Regions from separate parts of the Mus musculus genome. Here all the other regions are linked to region 2. A link is a contact called in public HiChIP or PLAC-seq and promoter capture Hi-C data. All regions are on one chromosome and are shown on one strand. Each heading gives the region's core, a stretch centred on a gene start, on an enhancer-like site or on the middle of the called end of the contact. The rest is flanking DNA. Distances are from core to core; before and after follow the strand shown.

Region 1 (3,726 bases), core at 387-2,886, 490 kb after region 2:
CACACAAGTTGTAACCCCCAAAATGCCCGGTGTCCTACTGGGCGCTCTGTGAGGCTCTTAAATAAATCTTTCAATATAAAAACACATGGAGTCTTCTAATTTATCACTGTCTCACCACATGGTCCAAGTTGGCTGGGAACTCTACTGTAGGCTGGCCTTAAAACCCCACTCCTCCTACCTCAGCCTCCAAATGCTAGGACCTCGGGGGTGTGTGCACCACAGCAGCCTAGATAGTCTTTGACGTATCTACTACTACTATCTAGTTTGAAAGAGATAAACGTTGAAGAGGAAGTGCCCAGACTCCAGGAGCCGGCCCTTCAGTCATGCACATAACAGTTAATCAAACAAGGTATCTGAATCTAGCTAATAAATGTCTAAGATCACATAAGCCAATGTCAGCCAGGCAACGGGGGACACCACGTCAGGGACAGAGGCTCACACAAGCCCTGGTGTTCCATGTTGACTGGCAACACTCACACACACCTCTTGAAAACCACTAGTCACTGTGCTGCCAAACTCTGGATCACTAGAGCCTCTGAGACAACCTAAATTAACAACCATCACCAAGCTAGAATAAGCAGCGAAAACCAACTGCAAAGCTAGCTCCCAATTTTCGCAGCCACCCATTCTAACAAGCTGCATCATCACGCAGAGACCAGGAGTCCTTCAGATATAGCTGAAAAGTGTCTTGCCAGCTAACCCGTCATGCCCCAAATACAGAGCGACAGGACAGCTTAACAGGAGGCCACAAAGCACAAGTGGACACTGGCTGTCAAACAAACCTCCATGGCATCTTAAAGGGAAGGCTGCTGAAACTTTATCCCCCACCTCCGCTGACCTTTCTCCAATCCGTCTGTGTACGGAGAAGAAAGCGGACCCAGAAAGGAGGGAGGTCCGAAAGGACGACCAGCCTCGGGTGAAGGGTTTATATCTTTTCAAGAGTGATGCAACAGGGTCAGACAGAAGAGGAGGAGCTCGCCTCACAGAAGGAGAAAGCCGGCGTCGGCGCTGCAATCGAAGGGGACCTGGGTAATCCAGCACGGAGCGGCAAAGCCAGAAATGAACCGGCGCTGGGCGGCTCGGCAGGCGGGAAGAGGCCTCCAGGGCTGGCCTGCCAGGTTCCGTGCGGGTCTGGAAGGTACGGCCAGGAAAGGGCTGGGTGACCCGCGCCGAGGAAGGAGGCGGCGACGGGGGTGGGGAGGAAGGTGGCCCGGGCGAGGGAGTAATGCAGCGCCGACAACGGCCCGCAAGAGTTGAATCGCGCCTGCAGGGAGCCGCTCGCCCAGAGCGGCCGGAGGGAGGTCGGAGGGCTCGGAAAAGGACCGAGTACGCGGGGTGGCGCTCTCACCGGGACAGATGCTTCAAGATCTGCTTCTTAATGATCCCGGCCATGCTGCAGCCCGGGCCCGCGTGGAATGCAGGCAGACGGGCAGCCGTGGCCTCCTCAGTTGTGGAAAAGAGGCGTCCTCTCACCTCGCCGCGGCGCGGGCACCGGCTGCCGTAGCCACAGTGGCCGCCATGGCTCTCTGTCGCCCCTAACTCAGCGCCAGGAGTTCCGCCGCGTTCCCACCCGCCCGTGCGGCGCCGCAGGATCCCGCGGAGCAGAACCCAGACCGCACGCCACCCTCCGGGATCCCCGTGGCGAGAGCGCACGGCGAGGGGCGGGGACGCGCGCGGCGGCACAGGCGCAAGGGATGAGGGGCGGGGCGGCGGGAGCTCAGAGGCATAGGGGGCGGGGCAACTGCGCGGGGCGGGGCTTACACGCTCAGAGGCGGGGCTCACTCTTCCAGAAGGTAGATGGTGGCATTCGCCTTTACTCCGAACTCTCCAGAGCCAGAGGCAAGCAAATATAGGACCTTGAGACCAACCCTGTCTACATGGGGACTACCAAGACAGGGTTACATTAAGAGACCTTGTCTCTTCTGAGTTCGAGGCCAGCCTGGTCTACAAAGTGAGTTCCATGACAGCCAGGGCTATACAGAGAAACGCTGTCTCGAAAAACCACAAAAAAAAAAAAAGACCCAAGAAATCTAACCTTTAATGCTTCCAGTTTCAAGAAAAATATCTGCAGTTATTAAGCTGCTAAATACATAAGGCCTCCGTGATAAAGTGCTCGCCAAGCCTTGGGCCACTCCATTAAACACAGATGGAGGCTCCTTCCACTCTTCACTGTATCCAGGAGATACTCAGATACCATCTGACCAAAGCTACAAAACTGGGGCAAGGGCTGAATCCTGTTTCCATGCATGACAATGGCTCAGTGCAGGATCTCATTTCCCAATGCACCATTCTGACAAACTGCTGAGGTCAAAACGCCGAACAACCACAGCAAACCTAACCAACATACTTTGCTTAAAGCCCCCTTTAGGAAATTTAAATGTCTATTGATCATTAGTACATGACTCAATATACTTAACTGCCTTTTGAAAAGGGAGCAATGGAAATGAGAGCCAATGTCTTTAATTCTCGCTATTTCGTGTGGTTTTGCTTTCTTGGTAAGTTTGGCGGGAGTAGGAATTAATTACATCAAGCAAATGAGGTAAGTACTCCACTCAGACGCACCGCCCCCCAAAGACGGAGTGTTTTTATTTATCTGTGCATTCCTATGTGAGTGTGAATGTCATGTGCCCACAGAGACCAGAAGCTGTCAGATTCTTTGGCACTGGAGTTACAAGTAGTTGTGAGCCACTTGGTGTGGGTGCTGAGCACTGCACCTAAGCCCTCTAGAGCAGCACTTAGCAGGGAGCCATCTCTCCAGTCCCCAGGTCTTTTAAGTTTACTCTTGGAGCCCAGCGTGGTGGCGCAAGCCTTTAATCCCAGCACTCTGGAGGCAAAGGCAGGCGGATTTCTGAGTTTGAGGCCAGCCTGGTCTACAAAGTGAGTTCCAGGACAGCCAGGGCTACAAAGAGAACCCCTGTCTCGAAAAACCACCAAAAAAAAGTTTACTCTTGGTTGAGATTGAGACAAGGTATCCAGATATAGCCCTAGATGGCCCAGGGATTGCTATGTAGATAGACCAGGATGTGGCCAAAGTGGCAGCCATCCTCCTGTCTCTGCCTCCTGAGCGCCAAAAAATGTGGCTGTTCACACCACACCTGGCTATACTGTTTTAGTCACTGCAACTAACATTCATTGAGCTTTCACAAGCTGTCGTAAGTTCCTTCTGAAACTTTATTCATAACTAGCAATGTTTCCAGATTGAGATTTAATTTTAATTTTAAACACTGAGACAAAAAACATGGCACAAGCCTTTAGTCCCCACAATCAGGAGGTGGAAAAACAGGTGGATCTACTTGAATCTGAAGCCAGCCTGGTCTACAGACTGAGTTTCAGGACAGCCAGGGCTACACAGAGAAACCCTGTCTCAAAATTAATCAATCAATCAATCAAAAAGAGAGGATTGAGAAGGAGGGGGGGTGGAAATTGTCGGACAATAGTTTTTCTTGTTGAGACAGGGTTTTCCTGTGCAGCCCTGGCTATCCTGGAAATAATTTCTAGACCAGACTGGCCTAAAACTCACAGAGATAGGCCTGCCTCTGTGCCCCTAATCCTGAGTGCTGGGATTAAAAATGTGCGCTGCCACACCCAGCTGATACTATGCTCTTAAAATCCCAGTCCTCATGAGCTGAGGTAGTTCAAGGCCAACCTGGGCTATATAATACAATGCCATCTCAGGATAGCAGCCAGGCATGAGGGAAGCACCTAGGAGGAAGAAGCAAGACTATT
Region 2 (3,692 bases), core at 439-2,938:
TGCTGCTGATAGCCCTGATCAGAACGGGAGAGGCCTGAGTCCAGCGCTAATGGCTAAGGGAGGGAACGCCTGGGGTTGGAGAAGGGTCTGAACTGCGGTCAAAGGTTAGCCTTATGGGCAGGCCAGAGGAATGAGGCCAAAAGACAACTGAAAACTCGGTGAGGGAGGGTTCTGGTTTGGGCAAGTTTGACAGGGTCCCTCCCTGTACTGCTAGATTACAGGTTTACTGTAGCCCCAGGTGGTGGATGATAAGGCAGGGCCCCTGCCCTGCGGACTCCGTGTGACAGACCCCGCAGGGCCCCTGCCCTGCGGACTCCGTGTGACAGACCCTGTAGCGGCTGGGTTGGGCTGATTGGATGACCCAGAACGGGGAAGGTGGCCTGAAGCTGCATGGGGGCTATGACTCCACATCAAGGAGCAAGACCTCGTTTTGTTGAGGGGTTGCCTGTCGAGATGGGGTCCAAGGTCACCCCACGGTCTGTCTTCACAGCTGACTATATAGTGCTGCAGTTCGGCCGCGTGGCTGAGGACGCCTTCACCCTAGACTACCGGTACCCGCTGTGTGCTCTGCAGGCCTTCGCCATCGCCCTCTCCAGCTTCGACGGGAAGCTGGCCTGCGAGTGACCCCCCACAGCTCCTCAGCGCTGGGAAAGCATTCGGTTGGGGGTGGCAAGGTCCCTCCCCCACAGCTCCCATGGAAGGGCTCACCCCTCTCCGTGACCTCCGGGCATTTCCCCCCTCCACTCCCCCAGCCTGGCACCGGCTGAGGCAGAGGGGATGGAGATGAACATCTGGTCGCCCAAAAGTACTTGCCTCGCCCCCTCCTCCCCAGTCACTTCCTGTCAGAGAGCCGGAGTCAGATGTTCGAGGCCCCTCCGACCCCGCGCTGGGGGGTTTGTAGGGGGTGGGGAGGGGACGATGGTGAAGCAGAGCCAGGGACCCACATCCCCAATAAAGTCACGTCCGAGGCTGAACGCATCGGTAGTTTCTGGATTCATGTGTGTAAACTCAGGTGCCTGCGTTGGCCCCGCGCTCCCGCGTCCCCTTCTGTTCTATGGAACCTCGTCAAGCGCACAGGGTCCGGGCCCCCGACTCTCCGCCAGTAGGGAGGAGAGGGAGGGCCCTAGAGGTAGAGGAAGAGGGAGAAAGGGAGAAATTCGAGAAACAAGCCACTCGGGGAGAACCAGACAAACCGGGTCCGGGCAGGGCGGAGCCAAGTCTGAGGCCCCGGAGTGGGGGGCGGGCTCTGGGCGGGAGGGGAGCTGCAGAGGCCTGGGCTGCCCGGGACCCGAGTAGAAGGGTGGGGAGCCCGAGACCCCGTGCGCGCTCGGGTCATTTGGATGCGGAGGACGCGGCTCCCCAGGACCCTAAACACCTCCAAGGAGTTCAGCCTAGGGGGCAGAGCTCTCCTCTTGGCTCCGCCCCAGACCTGATCCCTCTAGATTCAGCGGAGTACCCACAAGGGGGTTGTGTAGGGGAGGTGGGAACTCTGAGACGACGAGCGAGGAATGGGGTGCGCGGGAGTGTGAATCCACAGCTACGGGCGTTCTTGGGACTGGGTGGTTAGAGAGACAGCAGGCCCCGGCCCGCCTTAGATCACTCCCCCCAAATAGCACCGCCCACCCGTGGGCCCGCCCGCCGTTGGCCCCGCCTACCGGTCCCGCCCCTCCCGCCCGCAGCCCCCACCCCCCGCCCGGCTCCCTCAACACAAACTTTCCGTCCCGCTCGCTCCCTCCTCCGCGCCCAGCACCTCCCGCTCCGGCCGGGCTCATTCCGTACATTCCGGCCATCCCCCTGCCCACGACCCCCCTTCCCGGCCCCCCTCACTACTCCCTCGGGCCCGGCGGAGCGGCCCGGCGGAGCGCCCCCCGGAGCTCGGAGCAGGTAAGCCCGGGGAATGCAACTCGGAGGCCTCGCGCGCAGAGGTGACTGCTCTGCTCGGGTGGCTTCTGGATGGCGGGGACCCGGGACACTCTAGGGGTTCTGAGCTATTGTCCAGCCCGCGCCGGAGCCCAGGACCTGGGTGCCGGGAACTTTGGAGGGAAGGGGGGAGACGCTCTCCGGGAAGCCCCGCCCACCCACCCCACCCCCCCGCGACCCGGAGGCTGGGAAGCCCGGAGTGTCCCGGGTGCCCGGGCCTGGCCCCGCCGTGTGCCGGGGTGTGCGCCCAGAGCCGCGGGCTTGGAAGGCCTGCGCCGGGACTCGTATCCGGGGCGCCCTTTGGACTCCCGAGAGCCCGCGAGCCCCGGGCTCCACGCAGGCCTTAGCCAGGGCGCGCCGGTGTGCGCGCTGCTCGCGGCTGCGCTGGGACCCGGCCCGGGTGTCTGGAAGCCACAGTGTGAGCCCGGAGCGTGTGCGCACCCAAAGGCGTGGGGGGACGCCTGTCCCCTACAGTTCTGCCGCCCGCCTCGGGGCGAGTCCCAGCTCCTTGCTCCAGGAGCCTCGCTCGGGACGCGGCTGGATTTGGGGCCTTCCCCGCACTTCTCCGGAGAACTTGTTAAGGCAATTGTGGGCGACAGGGCTTCCCTTCCCACTCGGGTCCTCTCCATTGTCTGTCACGTCTTTATTCCTGCCTGGGAAGGGAGGCTGGAGCGCTGATGTGGGTCTGTTTTCTAGCCCCAGCAGGCCTTCGGGGCAGTGTCACTTTAGCCCCTACTCTACCCGCCCCCCCCCCCCCCCCCAACAGGGGCCCTGATTGAGGGCTTAGTTTTTTAAAGAGCAAGAGGGAACGAACGAAGCCTAGGGCCGGGCTTCTCAGGGCCTGTGTCCCTCTCTCTGTATCTCGAGCTCTCTCCAGGTAGGGGCAGAACCAAGTCAGGCCTGGACTTGTAGCCTAGCCCGGAGGATGGCGGTGGGGGCTGGACACAGCTTTGAGGGACTGGTGTCCATGGTGGCTCCGTGTATTTGAACTCTCGTAGCCTGGATCTGTACACACAGGGTTTTGCCTCAGTGCTGGGGTCTGGGACACCCCTACACTCACAACCAGCTGCGGGCTGCTGCCAGGAGGGAAAGCAGCTATTAGTTGAAGGTGTAAGGACTATGCCTCTGCCCTTCCTAGTCCCCAGACCTCCTTCTCCTGACACTTGTTAAAGCAGTTGAGGGCATCCGGTCTTCCCTTCCCACTCTGGTCTTCCCCGTTGTCTGACAAGCCTTTTCTTCCTTCATGGGAAGGGTGAGGGTCTGTCTACTTATCCCTTGGGCCAAGAGTGGACAGGAGACTGAATTACCCCCCTCCTCAGGGAGGGGCTGGAAGCCAGGCCTTCCCCACCTCCAGGGAGGGAACTGTAATTAATGCTAATTAGCACTTTGGGGAACAGAATGGCCAGTGGTTGGCAGGAAATCTTTTGAGTGCACACACACACACACACACACAGGTGTGTGTCTATCCAGAGTCTCTCATCCACCATCACTGAATTTTTAGACCCTAACTAGTTCTGCTGTCGGGAGAAAAGAAATACGCATAAAAAGATAGCTCCACCAAGGGCAGGAGCTGGGTCTCTGGTTTGCTGCCCACTGTATTGGTAGCTCTTCAGGTGCTTGGTCCCTCATCCCACAGGCCCATCATGGAAGCTGAGCCTAGAGGGGTCTAGAGGGATGGGTGGGTCGCCCGGGACAGTGCAGGGAGGGCTGGGAGCAGAGTGTGGGGAAGGGCATGTAGTCAAAGCACGGTGGCCTGAGACAGAACTGAAGGG
Region 3 (3,247 bases), core at 602-3,101, 420 kb before region 2:
GCCCAATGACCTGGAGAGAGGCCACCAGTGAGGGTGCGCTGCCAACGCCATTCTTCCCTGTCCTGAGGGTCTCAGCCACCCAGGGCCACCATCCAGGTCACCCTCTGCTACGGAAGGTGGCCCCAGCTGGCATGGGAACAGTTTGGGGGCCCAGGCAGAAGAGGACATTTGCCTGGGCTGGAGAGATGGCTGAGAACAAGGTAAGTTTGATCCCAAATTTGGGGTTTGGGGTGAACAGTCCCACTTGTAACTAACAAATCTTGAGGGTCAAGGGGGGAAGAGGAGAGAAGGATGAGAACTCCAGGTCCTTGGGACTCTGGACCTCAGCTCTAGCCTTGGACCCCGGGTCTCTAGCCACATCTGTCAGTCTGTCCAGAGCTAGAGGCAAGTCCCCTCCACCTCGAAGCTGGAGGCCACTGAGGAAAGGTTATCTGAAAGGATTAGGGTTCACGATGTACAAGGCTCTATTTGAAATGGACCCTAGCCCTTCTGCCTGGCCCAGAGCTGGGTCACGGGGTCTGTTTCCATCAGACAGGATGGTCAAATGGTCAGGCACCAGGCTCTGCCTCCCGCCCCTTCCAACCTCAGCTCTGCCGCTGCAGAACCGGGGAAACCTTTCTGTGCCTTGGCATGTGTTACGGAGAGGATTATAAAAGTTAGCCAGCCCCCACCCCCGCATGCATTAAATACTCAGTATTTATTGTTAGACTTAGAGTGGCCAGAATGGAGGCAGCTTTAGCTCAAGTGCCCAGGCTCATCGGACTGGAGTCCTCACAGAACCAATCGCGAAGCTCCCCTGTGCCTACTTCCTCCTCACAATCAAGAAAAGGTTGTGTGTTTTCTGGGAAGCGAGCTGGGCAGGCCCTGGCATCTTCTCATTGGGCTCTCCTTAGAGAGCTGAGAAACCAGGGTGGAGCAGAGGAAGTTCTTTCTCCTGGCCCTGCGCGCACGACCCTGGGCAGGCCCCTCCTGGGCCCCTCTCCCTGCCCTCCGATCCCCGGCACATCCACACCCCGAGGCAGCCTACGTTCTCATGGTGCATGTGCTTCAAGAGCAGAAGCTCGCGGTAAGCGCGCTTGGCAAAGATCTCCGACTGGAAGGGCCGGCTCAGCTTCTTGATGGCCACCTTCTCCCCTGTCCGCTTGTCGATGGCCGAGCTGCGGGGTCACAGGCAGGTGAGGGGGAGGGGCGGCGCAAAGGGCCTAAACTGGAGATCCCTCCAGCCCTGTCCTAGGCCACCCCCATTCTGTGCTCCCCAGGCTGGCCGGAGACCAGCAGAAAGAGAGAGAGAGAGAGAGAGAGAGAGAGAGAGAGAGAGAGAGAGAGTGTGTGTGAGTAGGGGGCGACGCCAAGGAAGGGGCGGCAGAGCAAGGAGAGAAGCAGTTCTTGCTGACAGGATGCAGAGCAGGCCAGGAGTCCCTGCTCTGCGATTTGGCAAGTTCCCCTCTTGGGGCCTCATCTGCAACCGCAGGGATCTGTCCCACGAACTCCGAGATCCCTTTTAAAAAGTTACAGCCTTGGAGAACCAGATTCGCCAGCGACTCAACCCACAGGGGCCCCACTGCCACCGGGCTCACTCGGGGAGGCTGCCGAGGGGTGGCCCGTGGCTCCTCTGATTCCTGGGGTCCCCGGGTCTCACCACACCGCTCCATAGGCCCCGCTGCCGACGTGCGCGGGCGCCAGGTAGGTCTTGGGTAGCTCCCAGGCAGTCTTGTTGATGTCCTGCTTGTAGAAGCCCCTTTTCCGAGTGAGGCTCATCCCGGACCCCGTGGTGGCGGTCCTGCGAGGAGGTTGCGGTGGCTGCCCGCGGGCTCCCGGCCCGGGTGTCCCGCCGCGGTCCCCTCCCGCCCCGCGCCCGCTCCTCCCCCGTGGGGCGGCGCACCTGCCGCCTCGCCCAGGTACGTTCCCGCCCCGGCCCGCCCACCGCTCGCCCGCGCTCCGGACTCCGCCCATCACCGGCGAACGCCCCAGGCCCCACCAGCCACCTGCTGCAGGTGCTGAGGGAGGAGGGGGGTGCCCTGCGGGAAAGGGGTGCCTGCGAGGCTGCCTAGAGACTGTAGGAAGAGTTGGGAATGGGGTTAGGGCGCGGGGGGGGGGGCGCTCAACTTGTTGCTAGTTGGGCTAGTTTAAGAAATATACCCTTCACATGTAAGGCGTGGTGGCTCAGGTCTGTACTCAACACAGGAGATAGAGGCAGAGACAGGAGAATTGCTACGATTTTGAGTCCAGTTCAGTACATAGTTCAATGCCAGACTAGGTGAGACCCTGAGGAAGAAGGGAGAGGAGAGACTAGAGAGGAGAGATACAGAGAATGAACAGAGAAGGAAGAGAGGGATAGAAGAAAGGAGGGAGAGATAGAGAGGGTGGGAAGAGAGGGAAGGGGAGAAGAAGGGAGGAAGGGAGGGAGGAAGGAAGGATAGAGAAATAACGTCATTCTTGACTACGCAGTAAACTGGAGACCAGCATAGGTTACATAGTGAGACCCCACAGAAAGATGGAGAGGTTGTTCAGCAGGTTAGAGACTGCACCGCTCTTGAGGATGACCTGAGTTTGGCTTCCAGCACCCAGGTCATCATGCACATAGTTAAACAAAACAAATAAGCAAATAAATAAACAAAAATAGGCATCGTGGTGCACACGCCTTTAATCCCAGCACTTGGAAGGCAGAGGCAGGTGGATTTCTGAGTTTGAGGCCAGCCTGGTCTACAGAGTTCCAGGACAGCCAAGGCTACACAGAGAAACTCTGTCTCAACACCCCTCCTCCCAGAAAACCCTCCGGAGATCCCCAAACAACAACAACAACACAAGAACCCTACAATTCATGGGGTTCTACATGAGCTCCTGTGACCCCAGGACTCTTGTCTTTTCAGTAAGCAGGACTCTCAGATCCTAAGGCTCAGCGACTGACCAGGGCTCAGACTCTATTCCTCTTCCCCATTTTTCTGAAACAAACTCCAGGCATCCAATCCTTCTTCTCATGAGAGATTTGCTGTCTTACACCCAGAGTCGACGGCTGCTAATTCTACAGTCCCCAGAGTTCACAAAGATTTAAACATCCACCGGAGTTTGTTTGATACTGGTGGTGATGGTTTTGTTTTGTTTTTAGCTTTTTAAGATTAATTTATTTTATGTATATGAGTACACTGTAGCTGTCTTCAGACACACCAGAAGAGGGCATTGGATCCCATTACAGTGGTTGCTGGGAATTGAACTCAGGGCTTCTGGAAGAGCAGATAGTTCTCTTAAC
Region 4 (3,472 bases), core at 235-2,734, 270 kb before region 2:
AAACAAAAACAAAACAAAACAAACCAAAAACCCCCCAAACAGACAAACAAAACAACAAAAAGAAAATCACAAAAAAGATCTAAAGGAGAGTTCTGAAACACATGAAAAGTATACAATTCCAATTGCGAATTTCAGTGCCTACTATAAATCTCCACAGCAGTACCCACAGTCTATGTTTTGGAAGAAATACTGGGGTCTAGAGAGCCTCATGTTCCTCCCCCATCTCTCTCATAAATGCCTGCTGATTCTACTTTACTATAGGAGTTTTGATGCCTGAATCATTGGGTTGGGACAGCAAGATTCTGAGCACACAATCCTTTCCACGTTCTCATCTTTCTGTAATGGGGATAATAACTACCTTGGCCTGAAGTTGACATCAGCATCTAATAAGATCATGCACTTGACAGTATGGAAACACCCGGTAAGTCCTACGATGAAGAGAGTTCTTCAAGGAGAAAACAGAATTCCCATTCACACCCTTCCTTTAAGGCTTTCAACTTGCAGCTAGAAAATTCCCTTTAGAAGTGTTTGCTTTTACTTAAAATAATTGTTTAGCTTACTTATGGGTGAGGGGTTGTTGCATGTGCCATGGGTCCTGTGTGCAAGTCAGAGAGAGACCTGTGGGAATTGGCCCTATTTGGATTTGAATTCAGGTCCTTAAGGCACCTTTACTTGCTGAGCTGTCTTCTGGTCCAGTTCTTTTCTTTTTTTCTTTTTTCTTTTTTGGTTTTTCGAGACAGGGTGTCTCTGTGTAGCCCTGGCTGTCTTGGAACTCACTCTGTAGACCAGGCTGGCCTCGAACTCAGAAATCTGCCTGCCTCTGCTTTCCAAGTGCTGGGATTAAAGGCGTGCACCACCACTGCCCAGCTTCTGATCCAGTTCTTTTTTTTTTTTTTAATATTTTTTTATTACGTATTTTCCTCAGTTACATTTCCAATGCTATCCCAAAAGTCCCCCATACCGCCCCCCCATCCAGTTCTTATTGATTTATTTTGGGTCAGGATCTCATTATATATGCCTTGCTGGCCTGGAACTCATAAAGATACACCTGCTTCTGGAGTGCTGGGATTAAAGGCATGGGCTGCTGGCCCAAGGTTTTATCTTTAGAAGAGGACAGAGGCACACGTTCCCTCCTTCCAGCCTTTGTTCTGTGTGTATCCACATACAATTTAATTTCCCATTTTCTTTAATGTCTTAATTGGCCCTTACAACAGCTCAGACAGGAACTGGGATATGTTTGGGTTAAGCAGTTTTGCAGGCCGGGGAAACTGAGGCAAATCCCGACTGACTGCGGAGCCCTGCCTTTCCTCAGGAGGTAAGAACTTCAAGCCGCGCGCTTTATGGCGGGACACTAAAACCAGCTTCCCATTCAGGATCCCTCGGTCCCTTGCCCTCCACTCTCGTACACCCCGGAGCAGGTGGTAGGCTCTGTGTTCACCACGCAGGCGCGCGACGCCGTGTGGGGCGTGGTCGGGCGGGCCCGGAGGCGGGGCCGGCGCGCGCCGGGAGGAAGAGCTGGGATTTGGGCCGCGGCGGGAGCCCGAGTCGGCGTCACTCGAGTGCGCAGGCGCCTGGCGGTTACCGGTCTCGCCATGGAGCGGAAAGGTGAGCGGCGGAGCGGCCTCCGCCACGAGGAGCCACGGCGGTCCCCGACTGGGCGCCAGGCGCCTCTCTGGCCACTGTCGCGGCCCCCTGAAGCGGCGTCACTCTTGCCTCTCGCCCCTCGGCTGCGGCGTCCTCCGGCGCCCGCCGTCCCCGCCCCTCGCTCCGCAGCCCCCAGGCCGGGGCGGCGAGGCCTCATGGCCGGCCCGAGCCTCTTTGGGCGCGCCGGGCCTGGCAGCCGCTGTGCACCCCGAGCAGCCCGCCCCGCGCTCGGCCCGCAGCCTCAGGCCCGGTCGCCCTGCGTGCTCGCGCCGCTCCCCGCCTCCCACTTACATCGGCCCTTCATCCATCCCTCTCTCCCGCAGTGCTCGCGCTCCAGGCCCGAAAGAAAAGGACCAAGGCCAAGAAGGACAAAGCCCAAAGGAAGTGAGTCTTGTACCCCAACATCCCGCCCTTTGCGTTTCCTCGGGGACCTCCTCCCCCTACCGGGTTGTGCGCTTCGGGCGGTTCCCCCCCAACCCCTCCCCGCCACATGGTTACTGGGCCGCTGTGTGATTCGCCCTCCGGGAATCATGTGGAAGGTAGCTGGGTCTCCAGGCTCGGGTCTGCTGGAAAGACCCGGAGCCTGCCCGGCACCACTCGCCAACTCCATCGAGGAGGCCCAGGTGTGGCCCGGCAGCCGGAGCTGGCAATCATTACCTGCCTGTCTGTGAACTCTGCTCTTCCTTCCGTGCTCCGCAGCGTCTTAACTTGCCTCCTACGTCTGTCCGCACGCTACGCCATCGGGAAATTGTTGAATGAATTTTCCCTGTTTACCCTTGGCCCTGCCAACCACACGCTCGCTTGGGTAGAGGAGGACGGCCGGGAGTCTTCCTCGCGCCTGATTACTCTGCTTCCTAAGTCTGGGAGACTCTGTGGCGTTGCTGTCCACTCGGTGTGCCGGCTAAGTTATGCATTACCGGCGGGCCGTACTATCAGGTCCTCAGAGCAGTAACGTCGGAGTAATGTCCAGAGTCAAATTGCTGGTGCCGGTTGGGTGATTCCGGCTTGGTGGGCCTAGTGCTACACTTGCCCGATTTGATGTGTAATAGTGGTTTAGTGGTGTTGGGGGTGTGTGTGCACAAAAGAGGGCACAGTCTGATAGAAACGCTGGGTGGAGGCTTATTCAAGTGAGCTTAGCTGCTACCATTCCCACCAACGTCTTTGTTTTTTGAGATAGCCTTGGCTGACCTGGAACTCCCTATGTAGACCAGGTTGGCCTTGAATTTATCCTCTTGTTTTTGGCTCTGAGAATCCTGGGATTAAGGGGCATGTGCCACCACTGCAGGCTCACTGCCATTGTGAGCTTAGAAGTTAGCTTTACGAAGGATCTTGTACTAACATTTAGTTGCAGAGGTTCCTCCGGGTGGACTTAGAGAGTTCTCTGCTTAGCACTCTGTTTCAGAGGAACTGTTTTCTGTGTTTTCCCATTTATTTGGTGTTTTGTATTATCAAGCTGGGTCTGCACTGCTCTGCCACACATTAGAAGTCTTCCTAGGTCACCCTGCTGCGCGACTGTACCGGGGTGGAGTGGGTGGTGTTGCTTAGGAGACTCCCTGAAGTTTTTTGGGGGAGGCCGTGCAGTGACTTCTTTGATAAAGTGCCGACTTCTCCTCTTCTCCATTTTCTAGTGTGTGTGAGTGAGCGCTGAGGTGTGGGCAGGTGTGAGAGTGCGCAGGTTCCTGGGATGGTTATCCATTTAGGGATGTCTAGAACTCGGTTTGAATCCTCTGTTGAATGGTTGATAGAAACGGCAGAGCTGTCCTAGCAGCAGCTGGGATTTCAGCACTCCGTGGGGAAGCCATATGAGTGTTTTACATTTTCTGATGGA

The links. HiChIP or PLAC-seq counts read pairs in DNA pulled down with a chosen protein or histone mark. Capture Hi-C pulls out chosen DNA fragments and counts their contacts.
Region 1: an HNF4G HiChIP or PLAC-seq map of pancreatic cancer cells shows a contact between it and region 2. The contact joins the promoter of Uhrf1bp1 here to the promoter of Tead3 in region 2. A contact is called at or near these places in 1 of 115 datasets of contacts at active chromatin or transcription factors (pancreatic cancer cells) and 2 of 9 other capture datasets (adipose tissue and liver).
Region 3: a promoter capture Hi-C map of liver shows a contact between it and region 2, with 2.4 times the contacts expected there. The contact joins the promoter of Mapk13 here to the promoter of Tead3 in region 2. A contact is called at or near these places in 1 of 39 promoter capture datasets (liver), 1 of 484 Hi-C or Micro-C datasets (embryonic stem cells) and 3 of 9 other capture datasets (adipose tissue, liver and pancreatic islet).
Region 4: a contact with region 2 is called in a promoter capture Hi-C map of adipose tissue. The contact joins the promoter of Srpk1 here to the promoter of Tead3 in region 2. A contact is called at or near these places in 5 of 39 promoter capture datasets (3T3-L1-derived adipocytes, the C10 cell line and liver), 2 of 484 Hi-C or Micro-C datasets (both in embryonic stem cells), 2 of 115 datasets of contacts at active chromatin or transcription factors (effector CD8 T cells and pancreatic cancer cells) and 4 of 9 other capture datasets (adipose tissue, liver, macrophages and 1 more).

The regions. Positions count from the first base shown.
Region 1 is chr17:27,854,417-27,858,142 of GRCm38.p6, reverse strand. It overlaps Uhrf1bp1 (UHRF1 (ICBP90) binding protein 1), which reads right to left and starts at 1,636. Exons shown (of 21, transcript NM_001080769.1): 1 at 1,349-1,636. The coding sequence starts at 1,392.
Region 2 is chr17:28,348,801-28,352,492 of GRCm38.p6, reverse strand. It overlaps Tead3 (TEA domain family member 3), which reads left to right and starts at 1,688. Exons shown (of 13, transcript NM_011566.4): 1 at 1,688-1,884. Tulp1 (tubby like protein 1) reads left to right here. Exons shown (of 15, transcript NM_021478.2): 15 at 491-978. The coding sequence ends at 624.
Region 3 is chr17:28,767,921-28,771,167 of GRCm38.p6, reverse strand. It overlaps Mapk13 (mitogen-activated protein kinase 13), which reads right to left and starts at 1,851. Exons shown (of 12, transcript NM_011950.2): 1 at 1,640-1,851; 2 at 1,028-1,157; 3 at 1-10. The coding sequence starts at 1,758.
Region 4 is chr17:28,620,533-28,624,004 of GRCm38.p6, reverse strand. It overlaps Srpk1 (serine/arginine-rich protein specific kinase 1), which reads left to right and starts at 1,484. Exons shown (of 16, transcript NM_016795.4): 1 at 1,484-1,605; 2 at 1,968-2,028. The coding sequence starts at 1,593.